Linked DNA regions of Mus musculus: regions 2 and 3 are each linked to region 1. A link is a contact called in public HiCAR-type data. All regions are on one chromosome and are shown on one strand. Each heading gives the region's core, a stretch centred on a gene start, on an enhancer-like site or on the middle of the called end of the contact. The rest is flanking DNA. Distances are from core to core; before and after follow the strand shown. Region 1 holds the start of Tmed5 (transmembrane p24 trafficking protein 5). Region 2 holds the start of Chfr (checkpoint with forkhead and ring finger domains). Region 3 holds the start of Pgam5 (phosphoglycerate mutase family member 5).

Evidence for each region. HiCAR-type assays count read pairs that join an accessible place to other places.
Region 2: a HiCAR-type map of astrocytes shows a contact between it and region 1, with 4 times the contacts expected there. The contact joins the promoter of Chfr here to the promoter of Tmed5 in region 1. A contact is called at or near these places in 2 of 39 promoter capture datasets (cranial neural crest and hippocampal neurons) and 1 of 115 datasets of contacts at active chromatin or transcription factors (astrocytes).
Region 3: a HiCAR-type map of astrocytes shows a contact between it and region 1, with 5 times the contacts expected there. The contact joins the promoter of Pgam5 here to the promoter of Tmed5 in region 1. A contact is called at or near these places in 2 of 39 promoter capture datasets (hippocampal neurons and pre-B cells), 1 of 115 datasets of contacts at active chromatin or transcription factors (astrocytes) and 1 of 9 other capture datasets (liver).

The regions. Positions count from the first base shown.
Region 1 is chr5:108,131,201-108,135,928 of GRCm38.p6, reverse strand. It overlaps Tmed5 (transmembrane p24 trafficking protein 5), which reads left to right and starts at 3,309. Exons shown (of 4, transcript NM_028876.3): 1 at 3,309-3,693. The coding sequence starts at 3,505. Ccdc18 (coiled-coil domain containing 18) reads right to left here and starts at 3,015. Exons shown (of 29, transcript NM_028481.1): 1 at 2,931-3,015; 2 at 365-507. The coding sequence starts at 504.
Region 2 is chr5:110,133,822-110,138,462 of GRCm38.p6, reverse strand. It overlaps Chfr (checkpoint with forkhead and ring finger domains), which reads right to left and starts at 2,633. Exons shown (of 18, transcript NM_001289577.1): 1 at 2,529-2,633; 2 at 2,269-2,412. The coding sequence starts at 2,401.
Region 3 is chr5:110,266,586-110,271,201 of GRCm38.p6, reverse strand. Pgam5 (phosphoglycerate mutase family member 5) reads left to right here and starts at 1,303. Exons shown (of 6, transcript NM_001163538.1): 1 at 1,303-1,550; 2 at 3,937-4,115. The coding sequence starts at 1,363.

The sequences.
Region 1 (4,728 bases), core at 2,060-4,559:
TACCACAAATTTCTACATATAATAATCAGAAATTAGATCCAAAGTTATGAGCATAAGACTGTGTTTCCAACACACTTTCAGTAAATCACAATTAGTTTACATTAGCTATATATTTCATGAATCTCTTTACTTCAGGAATAAAAAAGCAGCTACAATAATGAAAGATAAGTAATCTGAATATATATTGTATACTGGTTCCTGATATATTAAAGATGTTTTCTTAATATGTAAATGTTTGTTAATATTTCCACTTTCACAATTATGTCTTAGTCCCGGGACATACTAAACAGAACATATAATGAAATCTAGCCATTTTACATTTATAAATACTTTACAATTTATTCATGTGATTTTATTTCCTTGCCTGGATAACTCTTCCCCTAAATTGTGCAAACTCCATTCTGTTATTTTGAGTTCATGTCTTAATGAAGCAACGTTTGCAAGCAAACTTTCCTCCTCATTGTCGTTGTCTTTAGTACAGTAGTCTGATGAGATAAATTCCATTTCCTTAACAAAAAATAGAAAGAAACTTCTTGGAGTTAGCCTGAAGATTTTATGGTATAAATTAAAATAATCTCACAGCAATAAAATTGAAAAACCTGTGCTTGGCACCAAGACTGAGAACCGAGGGTGCTCCTCAGGACCAACAGATCAGGGTAGAGGAGAGGCTCCCACAGGTTGTCCATTGCCTTCCACAGTCATGACACTCATCACACACAGACACACACAAATGAATGGATGCAATTTTTTCGTAGAAGATGAATTTGCTCAAAGTCACACAATTTTAGAGGATCAATCTGAGATTTGAATCAAGGTATAGTTTTCTAATTAACTTCAATATGAGATGTTAAAACTTAACTTTAGAAGCCCTGGATATCTGATGTTACAACAATCTTCTGTCGGGCGTGGTGGCCCATGCCTTTAATCCCAGCACTCAGGAGGCAGAGGCAAGTGGATTTCTGAGTTCGAGGCCAGCCTGGTCTACAGAGTGAGTTCCAGGACAGCCAGGGGTATACAGAGAAACCCTGTCTCAAAAAAGAACAAAACAAAACAAAACAAAACAAAAATCTTCCATAAATTCTTAAAAGCTATTATTACCAGGTAAGTTATCTCCTCCCATTCACAGTGGTTGTAAAATTTAACAACACTCGCGAGTCATAATCACAGATCAAAATGACATGTAGAGAGTGGATATGGTTACCATTCCTTTAATCCTAGCACTTGGGAAGTAGAGGCAAGTGGGTCTCTGTGAGCGCAAAGCCAACCTGGCCTGTATAGTATGACATGGTCTCAAAAAAATACAAAACAAAACAAAAATGACAGTTAGCAGTTCAACTCATAGAACTACATGCAGTGAACTGTTTGCTGCACCAACCTGTGAGCATGAAACTAAGTTTCTTGGCCATAAAAGAAAGATCATGGGGCTGGTGAGATGGCTCAGCAGGTAAGAGCACCTGACTGCTCTTCCAAAGGTCCAGAGTTCAAATCACAGCAACCACATGGTGGCTCACAACCATCCGTAACGAGATCTGACTCCCTCTTCTGGAATGTCAGAAGACAGCTACAGTGTACTTACATATAATAAATAATAAATAAATCTTAAAAAAAAAAAAAAGAAAAAAAAAAGAAAGATCATGATGGGCTGGAGAGATGGCTCTGGGTTTAAAGGCATTGCTCTTTCAAAGGGTTGCCACTGATATTCTCAGCCCCCACATGGTAGCTTACAATGGTCTGTAACTCGAGTTTCAGAGGATCCCAAACACCCACAGACACAGAGTAAAATTAATATTCTTGAAATCACAGTAAAGGATGCTTTATTATTGTAATTACTAAAATAAAAACTAAAAAGTTTTAGAATTTCCACTCCTACTATAGAACTTTCTGCATAATCTTACAATTTCACTTCTCTCTCATATTCCATTTAATTTTTTTTTCACTGTAGCACCTCTTTCATTGCCTTTCTTAAAATTTGGGTTACAGATATTATTAATTCCCACCTATTATGTTCAAGAGTGTAATGCACTTAGGAAAACTCAATTATTTTGAACGGATAAATGAATAAACTGCCTTCTCCCTCCCTCACTCAGGTAAAAACGGTCCTGGTACATTAATTTCCCACGCAAAATTTCTCAGGAGTAGGGTGGATTGGAAAAAAAAACAAAAACAAAAAAACACCTCGCACCTTATTGGAAAAAGTTGAGGCCTAAAATTAAACGAGATATTTTGTAGATGTAAATGTTTCTACCCTTTTCTACCCTGTTTCTGGTTTTCTTTTTAACAAATTTGCTTCTGCATAAGCTGGAAGACTTCCCCAGTCAGTGGCTCAGGAATCCATGCTACTTCACATCTATGCAACATCTCTAGCTTCGTACAGAATAATGGAGGAGAGAAAAGAAGAAACTTGAGACTAGAAAATGCTGATCAGTACTGTAGGACACCATTTAAGTCAGGCTTTTACGTTCAGCAACTTGTGCATTTTCACGTAAGAATTTTCTAGCCGTTCAGAATTGGATACGTCTGGTATTTAAACATCCTCATTTTCCTACGTTTACCTGTAGTATGTGTACGTAGAAAGGCTTATCATCTTACCTATAGGGCGGCCCTGACAACCGTATCTTCAAGTCTAGTGAAAAATGAGTTCTCACACACGCACACTCATCGAGCGAAGGACAAGCACTTTACACTCTATAAAATCCTGTGACAGGACTTTCCGCTTGAGAAAGAGTACATGGTTTTATACAGTATTTTATTTCAAGAAAGAGGTCCTCCATCTGCCTGTAGGGAGTAGAGCAAAGTCTGGCAGCCTCCTTTCCGATTCTGCCTCAAATAAAAGAAAACGCCTCACAAGCAGGCCAGGCGCAGGTCGACTGTCCCAAGAGAAAACAAACCCCTCGGGAAAGCCCTTTTCCAGCCAGGAGGCGTTTGCTCACCACCCAGATCGCAGGCGGGGTTAGCGTCCCCAGACCACGGCGCACCGCGAGCCTCCTCTGCGCTCGGAAGCCTGGGACACTCTCGCAGCCCACGACATGGAAGCCTCTGACTCTCGATGAGGAGAACCAGCGAACCTCCGAGGCGCCGAGTTCGAACCGCCGCGGCAGCCGTTGGGACCCGCCTCCCGGGCCCCGACCCCGCCCACCACGCGGGGCTCTGCGAACGGGAGCGGGGCGCAGGGCATGCCGGGAAATGAGTCTGGAAGCGCGGATGAGCGGCGTGCCGTGGTCACCTCGGACTACATTTCCCGTCGTTACCCCCGCCAACGTTGATTGGCGTGTGTGAGGGAAGCCGAAACCGACAAGTCTGGTGTGAAGGAAGGATGCGAAACCCAGAAGGCAGCCGAAAGGGGACGCTGGCCCCGCCCTCGCCCGGCCCAGTGGAAGGCAGTGCTTCCACCTTCCAAGAGAGTGAGGCTCGCCGCTGCCTGAAGTTCCCTCAGATCGGGATTTCAAATCGGAGACACCAGTATCCCGCACCTCCCTACACGCGTCCAGGCAGAGATCGACAGGGATGGGCGGCAGGATGTGGCTGCCATTCCCCGTGCTGCTCCTGTCCGCTCTGCCCGCAGCGTTGCTGCGCGGGGCGGCCGGCTTCACACCCTCTTTGGACAGTGATTTTACCTTCACGCTGCCGGCCGGCCGGAAGGAGTGTTTCTACCAGCCCATGCCCCTGAAGGCATCGTTGGAGATCGAATACCAAGTAAGTGCGGAAGTGGGCTAGCCTTCCTTGGGCCGGGCCGCACCACATGGTCGCCTCTCACCTACTTGGAAAAGGTGGGACAGCGACCGAGGTGAATCCGAGGAGGGTCTCCTGGGAAACTGGCCTGCTTGGCGCAGGCGTACTTAAGCGGGGCTCCTGGGAGCCTGGAACTCACAAGTTTGGCCAGTCCTAAAATTGACACCTACCCTCTCTCTTCCCTTTCCTCTGGTCGGAAAGAGGCCAGCACTGGTGACGTCAATGGCGTTACTCTTTGTTTCTTAATTCCCCCAAGCCATTTCAAGCTAGTTTACATACCCTACAGTTCTGAGAAGTTCGCTGTAAGGGGTTGATACACGTTCTTCTTTATTATTGGACGAAGTGATAACACTTGTTTGACTCACTCTCACCACTTTCACCAAATCCCGATATTATAAAATCGGCACGATGTTTTGAATTGTGGCTGGGCAGTGGTGGCACACGCCTCTAACCCCAGCATTCCCGTGGCAGAGGCAAGTGGATCTCTGAACAGTCAAGGCTGCATAGTGAAACCCAGTCTTGGGAGTATTGAATTGTGTCCATGCGAAGATCTCTAAGTCAGATTTTGAAATGTGTTGAAATGGACTGTTGCTGTATTTAGTGGTACATTGTCATCCCGGGTGTACATCCATCACTTTGAAATCAAATAAGATAATAGTGTATGACCTTTCTTCCATTGAACTTTGTCAGCTTTCTTCCCGTGTCATTGTTTTCTTTTTAGTATCAGCAGAATACGCTTATTATTAAATCTTTTTTTAATTCTTATGTAAAACTTTTATATGTGGAGCCTTTGGGATTATTTATAGATGTTTACAGTAATTACAGGAAGTATCTAAAGTCATAATATACAAAAATCTCAGCACAACTAAGGTTACAGCTTAATATTTCTTGATTTCCACTTGTGAACAAAAGTTTAGCATTTACTGAACAATTAATGTATGCAAGGAATTGTTCCAGGAGGAGGAACAAACTGAGAAAAACCTGGTTCTCAGGAGTTTG
Region 2 (4,641 bases), core at 1,384-3,883, 2.0 Mb before region 1:
CGGCTTTTCTTCAAGGTTTATAACCTACATCTCCAGGTTGTTCACGGTCAGTTAAGTGATACTGGTTTTCAGACTTAGACACAGGGTCTGTTCTGATACATCAAACACCGATTCAGACATCACCAGCAGCTAGATGGGTATTACCCATCTGTGCTCAAATCTAGAGCTGCCAATAAAGGCAGCAAGAATCTTGTTCTAAAGCCCTCCATGGTCTTGCAGTAGTGGTTGATGGGTCACAGAAGGCCTCAAGCCCCTGCTACTATTATTAGCCTTCTGCTCACTCTGGTCTGACAGTCACTGAGTTTCTACATAGTGATCTTTGCATTCCCTGCCAATAGCTCAACAGACCCAGCCAACACGCAGACACAACTTAGGCACCAAAGAAGAAGATGAGTACATGAAAAGGTAAGACACAGACATGGCCCAGCTAGGGAAGGCCCCATGGATGCTGGGTTCACAGGTTCTACCCAGGCCCCTGAAAGAGGAAGTAACTGACAACTAGTGGAAGCTGTAGAAAGTCATGGTGAGGGTATCTGCCAGTGACACTGGCTTGAGGAGACAGAAAAAAGCAGGAGTTAGAAGATTCTGTGCTGTGGTGGCGCACGCCTTTAATCCCAGCACTTGAGAGGCAGAAGCAGGCAGATCTCTATGACTTTGAGGCCAGCATGGTCTACAAAGGAAGTTCCAAGACAGCCAGGGCTGTTATACAGGAAAACCTTGCCTCAAAAAACCAAAAAAGAAAAAAAGTAAGAAAAAAAAAAAAAAAAAGACACTACTTTTCTTCTCCTCTGGCATTCAAAGTCAATTCCATTTAAAATCCCGTAAAACTTTTAGTGTGAAGATCAGAGAACAACCTCCAGGGGTTAGTTTTAGCCTTCCACATAGTATCAGCAAACTAGTGCAGTGACCTTTACATTGTTAGTGAAAGTAATTATTAAAAGCATTTCTATTAGAAAGCAGGTTTTTGTTTTTTGTTTTAACATGCAATGCAGTGTCTTGATATGTGTATTATGGTGAGAGGCTCTCTAATGTATGTGTATGCATGTGCACATGATCATGTTTGCAGAGGCAGACAGGGTCTCTCAATGAGAGCCTAGAGCTCAAGAAGTCTGCAAAAGTAGTCCCAGCAAGCAAACGTGGCTCCTTCTGTCTCTGCCTCCTCACAACTAGGACTAGTCATGTACCACCACACTTAGTTTTTTACATAGGCTCTGGGGATTTGAACTCAGGTCCTCAAGCACTTTACCATCTAAGCTCTCTCCGAGTCCAAAGCTAGGTTACACACAAGCAGTTCATGTAAGATTTTATCAATCCTCCTAGCAAAATAAGGTGGACACAAGTTATAGAAATCTATGTCCTAATCCCAGCACTCGGGAGGCACAGGCAGGTGGATTTCTGAGCTTGAGGCCAGCCTGGTCTACAGAGTGAGTTCCAGGACAGCCAAGGCTATACATAGAAACCCTGCCTCATAACCGCCCCCCCAAAAAAAACAAAAACAAAAACAAACGAAAAAAAGAAATGTATGTCCTTGACCCAAAGCAATCGATGTTGGGATCTGTGTATAACTTTGTTCAAATTCTCAGTTTCCTAAGTTCATTAAATAAATTATTCTATTTCCTGGGACTTTGAGATCTTTTCAAATAGAAACCCTGCCATTATAAGTTGCCCTCAGAGCACTGGTTTAACAGTGTCCTAGTCTTCCAGCATATTCTTTGTTCTCATTTGTCACAAAACATTTTTTCTAAAGTCCCTGTGGTTTATTTTTTTTCACCCGTCAACCTTTTAACAGTGGTGTCAAATTTCTACATACCTTTTTTCAGTTTTCCTTTTGTTAATAATTTCTAATTGCATTTCATTGAGAAAGAGAAGTGTACAGTAATGAGGACAAGATCGTATTTCGAAGGATATATTTACAGATCTATTTCACAAAGTTGTACTGAGAACTGACTGATATCCATCATCAAGCATCCAGAAGAGCAACTGCACAAATAAATAAGCCCATTTTATGGGGGGGGGGGGGGGTTGAAAAACAGTGCACACACACACACCCCCCGAATTCCAGTAGCTTCTGTATCGCCAGCCGGGTACTTTTCCCACTTCAAACCCCCTGTCGGTTTCCCCATCTAAACCCACTCTGACTAGGTCTTCGATCCTGTTCTAGGCCCTCGGTCTCCTCTCAGTTGGGTACCCACTTTAGGTCCCTATGCTTCATCCCTGTCTACCCCTTTAGCCTTTATCCTCGTCCTCACTCCACTCTGGCCACCGCACCTCTCCTCCTTCCGATGGTCCACTCGCGTTTCCAAAGAAGGATCTGGGGTTCGTCCTCCTCTGCGCCTAGACGAAGAAGCCTCCCCCAGGGTTCCTGCGGCGGCGGCGGCTGCTCTTCCCCGTGTAGCTCCATAGGACTCACATCTACAGAGACCCAGAAACGCCGGCTCAGGGACTACTTAAAAAACGCTCAGCACCGCTGCTATAGCCTGGCCGCCGCCTGCCTCCCCAGCCAGGACCCCACCCGCCGGCCAGCTTACCCCACGCCCTGCGCGGATCCCGGAACCGGCCTTACAGTCGCCGCCACCGCTGTCAACAGACATCTCGGGTACCCCAGCTGATCCACGGGAGGCGAGGGGGAGGGGAGCAGAGCGGTACGCCCTGTGATTGGCTGGCGGCCGTGCCCACCGAGAGCGACGGCTAGAGCGGTGCCAGAAAAGGCTATCCGGAGGGGGCGGGGCGGAGCGATCGGAGCCTGCGCAGATGAGAGAATGTGCACCTTGTTGCCATCTTTGATGCTGGCAGGCAGGCGCACTTACCTTCCTGCAAAAGCACGGAAGTAGCTGTGGAGGGCACCATGTTAGATTCGGGCCAAAAAAAAAAAAAGACCGAGTAACTTATAGATCGGAAGGTCCTTAAAACCTCACTTGTAATTCCGAGATAAGGTGCTATTTTCACACGTCAGATTACAAAATGTGAAAGCTTGGTACAGTGGGCCAGCCCTTCGCAAGGAGCATAATTTAAGATGTCAATTAGAATAGAAACAGGTAACTCGTCTCTGAGGGCTGATTTGCGGTATCTTTAAATCCTGTTTCTTAGGATCTTGTGTCATTCCCGAGTTGTATGCTACAAGCATGTTGGTGACCCCCCGGTGAGAGAGAAACACTGGCAAAAACAATGCCCTGGAAGAAAGTCACTGAAGACAGAGAAGCAAAGTCCACACACAGTGGTTCTTGAGCAGCTCGGAGTAATGTCTTTGCTGGTGAACAGCTTCAAAAAAGTATTAAACATCTGTTTGTTTGTTTGTTTGTTTGTTTGTTTGTTTTGTAAAAAGAAAACACATACACAGACACATTTGTAAATATATGTGGAAATGCGTCTTTGCCTATGTCTACAAAGATTTACTCAAATACTTTTGAAAGGATATAAAAGTAGCAGTGGCTGCCTCCGGGAACATGGATTTGTACCGGTCTGAAAATCGCCGAAGAAGACCCCAGACATAGATAATATGCAAAGACAAAGAGCGTTTATTCTGAAGAAACAAGCAGTATGTGGGTCACATTTTTTGAAATGGTGTCCGCAGTCAAGGGTGTGTGGGCCTTCTTATTGGGGGGTGGATATTAGGTAATCTCTAATGTGATTGGCTGGGCCACTGTTCACATTTGGGAACTGAACTGTGACCCTCACCCCCACCCCCCAGTTAAGATTATATAGAGTTTTTAAGCCTAAAATCCACAAACATCTGTGCTAAATTATTCCACCAATCAGGATTTAGGGATAGAGGGTTTACTTAGGAACTTGTCTTTGTTGTATATGTACCCTGCTCCCATTGATCTGGGTACTCAACTTGCAGGGACTTGACTTACCTAACATTCATGTCCTAACTTGTCACAGTACCCATGTACATATTTCTTTCTGCCAAGTAGGATGTCAATTCCCAATAGGCCTTAGGAACTTAAACTTTACTCGGCCACTAGTCAAAATGAAAGTCTTATTCCAAATAATTTCTTATATTGGTGCAGGTGTCTCTCTTATGTTGGGGTTCATCCTAGGGACAGCTTATACCATGAAAGTTTATACACAGGTGCAGGAAGAGCTATTGAGTGGTTGGTTCAGGTCCAAGCTTATTGCAAATGACACAGTTCTACTGATATCTAACACAATTGGTTTCCAAGGGTATAGAACATAACAGACTATGTAATCAACTTGGCATTAGAAAGTTTCCTATTAACAGCAAAAACAGGTGCATGCCTTTAATCCCAGCACTTGGGAGGCAGAGGCAGGAGGATTTCTGAGTTCGAGGCCAGCCTGGTCTACAAAGTGAGTTCCAGGACAGCCAGGGCTATGGGCTATACAGAAAAACCCTGTCTTGAAACAAAACAAAACAAAACAAAACAAAACAAACAAACAAACAAAAAACATATGAGAAAGTTTGCTTATAATGAATGGCACACTAGTCAGGAAACTGTTACTAGGCCTTACATTTTACCTAAGCCTTAACAATTTTAAATATTTGTAATGGAATCTGTGCATCTAAACATAGAAAAGAGACAATATTAATACTAGACCATAGGAATTTTAAAGTTTCATTACAATCCTTCAGAGTCACAACTGGTAATATCATTAACTAGATTGTTGTTATGTGGTGCATAA
Region 3 (4,616 bases), core at 54-2,553, 2.1 Mb before region 1:
AGCCAGTTTAGATATTGGGGCTCACTGGGCAGACACCTCTGCAGTCATATGGGCCACCAGAACCTCCGTGGAAGACTTGCTCCAGTCATGATCTGTCCAGACAGCCTCCACCGACACTGAGCAAGACAGCATGGTAGTGAACTCTGATGACCTTGCAATCGTCTCATCCAGGCCAGGGGGAGGCTCTCCCTTGGTGGCTCTGCAGAAAACCTGCGATTGATTCAAACGTGCATGAAGGACTGCCAGGATTGGGGCTAAGACCCTTGCCATAACACCCTTTTCTCTTTATATATAAGCCGACTGAAACTCACGTTTCAGTCAGTGTGAAATACAGCCTCTGTATCCTTTTTTTTTTTGGTATGTCAGGCCTTAGAGGGTTTTTGTAAAAAAAATTTAATTTATTTTTATCAATAGTAGGGTAGGCTGAGCTAGGAACACCAAAAGGCTGAGGCTAGAGAGAATAGAGAGCTGAGGTGAAAGAAGGCTGTGGAAAAAACAGATCCTGTTGCTAAGACTTTTAGGGAGCTGTCTAGCCAAAGGACCGCCTTAGCCATTGTGGAAGGCCAAGGGTTCTGAGAATGTCTGAGGTTAGAGGTTCATTCAGGAGCAGTAATATTACCAAATGCCTGCTGCTGTTCATTGTTGCTCAAAGATGAAAATTATAACAGCTGCCAAGTGCTGGGCCGCTTGGTAGTTAAAGCCCAAGCCTGGAGCTGTAAGTCCGTGGGCCTGCCAGTCTAGTCCCTAGGCCTTGGGTACAATGGCCCTGGAAGAGCAGGTGGACACCTTTCCTACACAGAAGGACCCGGTCAATTGGTCAAAAGCAACTAGAGCGGTAAAACTTGGAGGCGCGATGGTAGGTGCCAGGGACTAGGGGTGGGGAATGGAGGGTTGATAGTTGAATGAAGAAGGTTCTTAGGGAAAAAAATGGAAAGAATTCAGGAGGTGAAAGTTGAGAGTATGCATACACTTAAAGATTACAAATGAAAACATAAAAACTTCAAATTGAAGTGCCAAACTTGAGGTTTTTCAATTCATATAAACCCAGTGCCTGCAGGCAGATTTCTGAGTTCGAGGCCAGCCTGGTCTACAGAGTGAGTTCCAGGACAGCCAGGGCTACACTGAGAAACCCTGTCTCGAAAAACCAAAAAAATAAAATAAAATAAATAAATAAACCCCAGTGCCTGATTTCCACCCACTAAAGGGCAGGCATCTGCGCCTGCTACCCTGCGACCACCGGCAGGTGGCGCCCTGGGCCGCGTTTCCTGATTCGTCGGGGGGGGGGGAAGGGGCGGGACTTCCACCAGCCGGAAGCGGAAGTCTGCTCCTGGCGTCCCGCCGTCAGGTCGCGCGATTTGCGGCATGGCTTTCCGGCAGGCGCTTCAGCTGGCGGCCTGTGGTCTGGCCGGTGGCTCGGCCGCTGTTCTCTTCTCGGCGGTCGCGGTAGGGAAGCCGCGAGGTGGCGGGGATGCAGACACGCGCGCGACCGAGCCGCCGGCCTGGACAGGAGCGCGAGCCGGGCGCGGCGTCTGGGACACCAACTGGGACAGGTGCGGGGACGGGAGGTTTGGGCTCGGCCCTGCTTCCTCACCTCCATCCCGGGATGGCGGAGATCGGTGCTCTGAAGGGAAGGGGACGCTGCGTGCTAGTGGGTCTTGAGTTTGTGTGAATCGGTGGCAGTGCCTGGATGGCGCACCTCCCGAAGGTCTTCGCGCCTGGGCCACCCGTCTCTCTGAGGGACCTCTAACCGCCCGGACCCCATACTCGAAGAGTCCTTGTTCAGAGACAGTGCACCAGGTCTTTGTCCCAGGACCACCATCCTCTGTGGGCCTGAAATTCCAAAGGATTAAGTCTTACTCAGAGTCAGGGTCTTGATAGACAGCCAGGTTTGCCTCACAAATTCTCCTCCTGCAGCTTGGGGAAGATTGGGACTGCAAGCATGCTATCCCTTCAGAGGCCAGAGAACCCGTGCGTGAAGTAGAGCCAAGGGTTGGGTTACCCATGGAAGCCGGGTACAGTGGCATGTATAGCGAGTGGCATGCAGCTTTAATCCCAGCACTGGGAGTCAGAGGCAGGCAGAACTCTGAATTCTGGGCTATATAGAAACACCTTGTCTCAAAAAAAAAAAAAAAAAAAAAAGAAAGAAAGAAAAAAGAAATGACCTGATTTTAAATGTTTCATATTTGCTTGCTGTGTCTGCTTACGTGGATGGATTGGTACAGTGGCCTTGTTAGGTGGGGAAGGATGCATGACAGATGGATCAACAAGTGCCGGAAGGGACTAAAAGGGGCATATCCACTTGGTTTCTTTCTGGTATGCCTTCCTCTCTGACAGTCGTCTCCAAATTTTGTCTGGTCCAGCCCCACACACGGCCCTGTAGCTGCAGCAAGACTTTGGCCTGGTCTGTATATGGGACTAACACCCCAGGTTAGCCTGCTCAGATCATGCTTGAGCCGCCACCACCACCCTTTCCAGACCTTCCTCTTCCACCATTGTGTTAATTTGGGCAGCTCTGACTTGTCCTATTCCTGCCTCCTACATTTAACTGAGTAGCTTCAGTTTCTTCGGCTCCTACGTCCACTCCACTAACTACAGTCCTCAACATTGTGATGGCCACTACCCCAGTGACTGCTCAACACTTAAAGTGTGTTTAGTGTGACTTAGAAAAGAGCTCTATTTTTATTTGATTTAAAATTAATTATAGTAATCCCTCTGTATGGTGGGGGATTGGGTCCATGATCCCTGAACATATCAAACTCTGTGGATGTTCATGATAATGAAGTATTTACAGATAACCTAGGCATCTAGCTTATCCTCCTGTATACTTTAAATCATTCCTAGATTATTTATCACACTCAGTACAATAAAATTGCTACCTAAGTAGTTGTTAAAATATATAGCTTGAGGTTTTAAAAAAAAATCACATACAAAAAGGTCTGTTTAGTTCAGATGCAAACTTTTGAGTATTTTTTGATGCCCGGTTGATTGAATATTGAGTGTGGAATCTTGAGCTACGAAAGACCTAAGTATAGTTAGACTTACTTATTCAACCTGGCCTTTTGTGATCCTTCCGCCTCAGCTTTTCCAGAGTGTGAGGAGTCCAGACTTGTACTGTGAGAAAGCACAGCCAAGGTCCTGTGCCTAGTATTTTTAACTTACGTTAGGGATGTTAGTATATGCTCGCTTGTACTCCTCATACTTGGAAGGCTGAAGTAGAATTGTTGTGACGTCAGCCTGAGCTACACTGAGAGGGCCTGTCTTATCACCAGCAGAAGTAGTAAATGAATGAAACAGCCCCAAGACTATTGGAGTCACACAGACAGTACAGTTCTAGGCTCCGCTGCAGTGCAACTATCCACTCTCACATCTCTTGACACTGCTTGCTTATTTGAGGCATCATTGGGTTTCTCCTTTTTTTTTTTTCCCGTCTCATGTGCACGTGTGTGAGATCACATGTGTGTAGGTCTGTGGGAAAGCCCGGGGTAGTTATGGAAATTGTTTCTCAATCATACTTCTGGATTATTGTTTAAGGCATGGCCTCTCAGTCAAACCGAGAACTTGCAACACAAGTAGTCTGACTAGACAGCTTCTTCTAGGGGTCCCGTCTCCACGTTCTGAGGCTGCAATTATAAGTGGGCCATTATACCTACCCAGTATTTATGTGGCTTCTGGACTCTAGTCTTCCTGCTTGTATAACAAGCACTTTAACCTGTGAGCCATCTCTTCACCCAGCCTGTCTTCACCAGGAACATGAACCTGAGGCTTCATGTTATATGCAGGAATAATATATGTATCAACCAGAGCGAGCCTAGCCTTTTCGGGAAGAGTCTGTGAGGCTAGGCTCTCTGGCCTGGGCTTCTCCCCCAGGCCTTTTCCCAAGCACTGAAAGGTGTCTTGGACAAGAGGTCATAAGATAAGACATACTTTTACAATTAGGCGAGAGCCACTGTCACTCATTAACCTGAAGAAAAGGAATGTGGAATCTGGAGAAGACGAGTTGACATCCAGGCTGGATCACTATAAGGCCAAGGCCACAAGGCACATCTTCCTCATCCGGCATTCCCAGTACCATGTGGATGGCTCCCTGGAGAAGGACCGCACCCTGACACCATTAGGTATGACTCATTGGTTGGTCTTGAAGTTAGTTACAGGCTGAACCAGGGATCTAGGCCTTCTCTCTGCTCCCCCTCCCCCTCCTACCTTTCAGCATGGTGGTGATACAGCCAGACTCTCACTATGTAGTCTGAGTTCCTGATTCCCCTGCCTTGCTTCCCAAGTAGGTGGGAAGGTGAGCATTGTGGTGTGCCGTTCCATTTTAAACAGTTTATTGATAGATGGCATATTTCCCACTTGTATAATACTCAAAAAGAGTTGGATGGTCACAATGTCTCCAGGATTCTCCTCTAGCAGATTGTTTCTCCAACCTGAGGAGTTCTGTGGCTTCTGACCCCTGGGCATAAGCAGGGTATCAGGTCTCCACTGTGGTGTAGGTTACTGTATCCAGCAAAAAACTCATTTTCAAAACAAAAGGAAAATGATTTCTTAGAATGTTTTCAGCTATATGCTAAAGCACATTTAAGGAAAAAGCATTTACTATCACTGTCTCCTTGTGACCC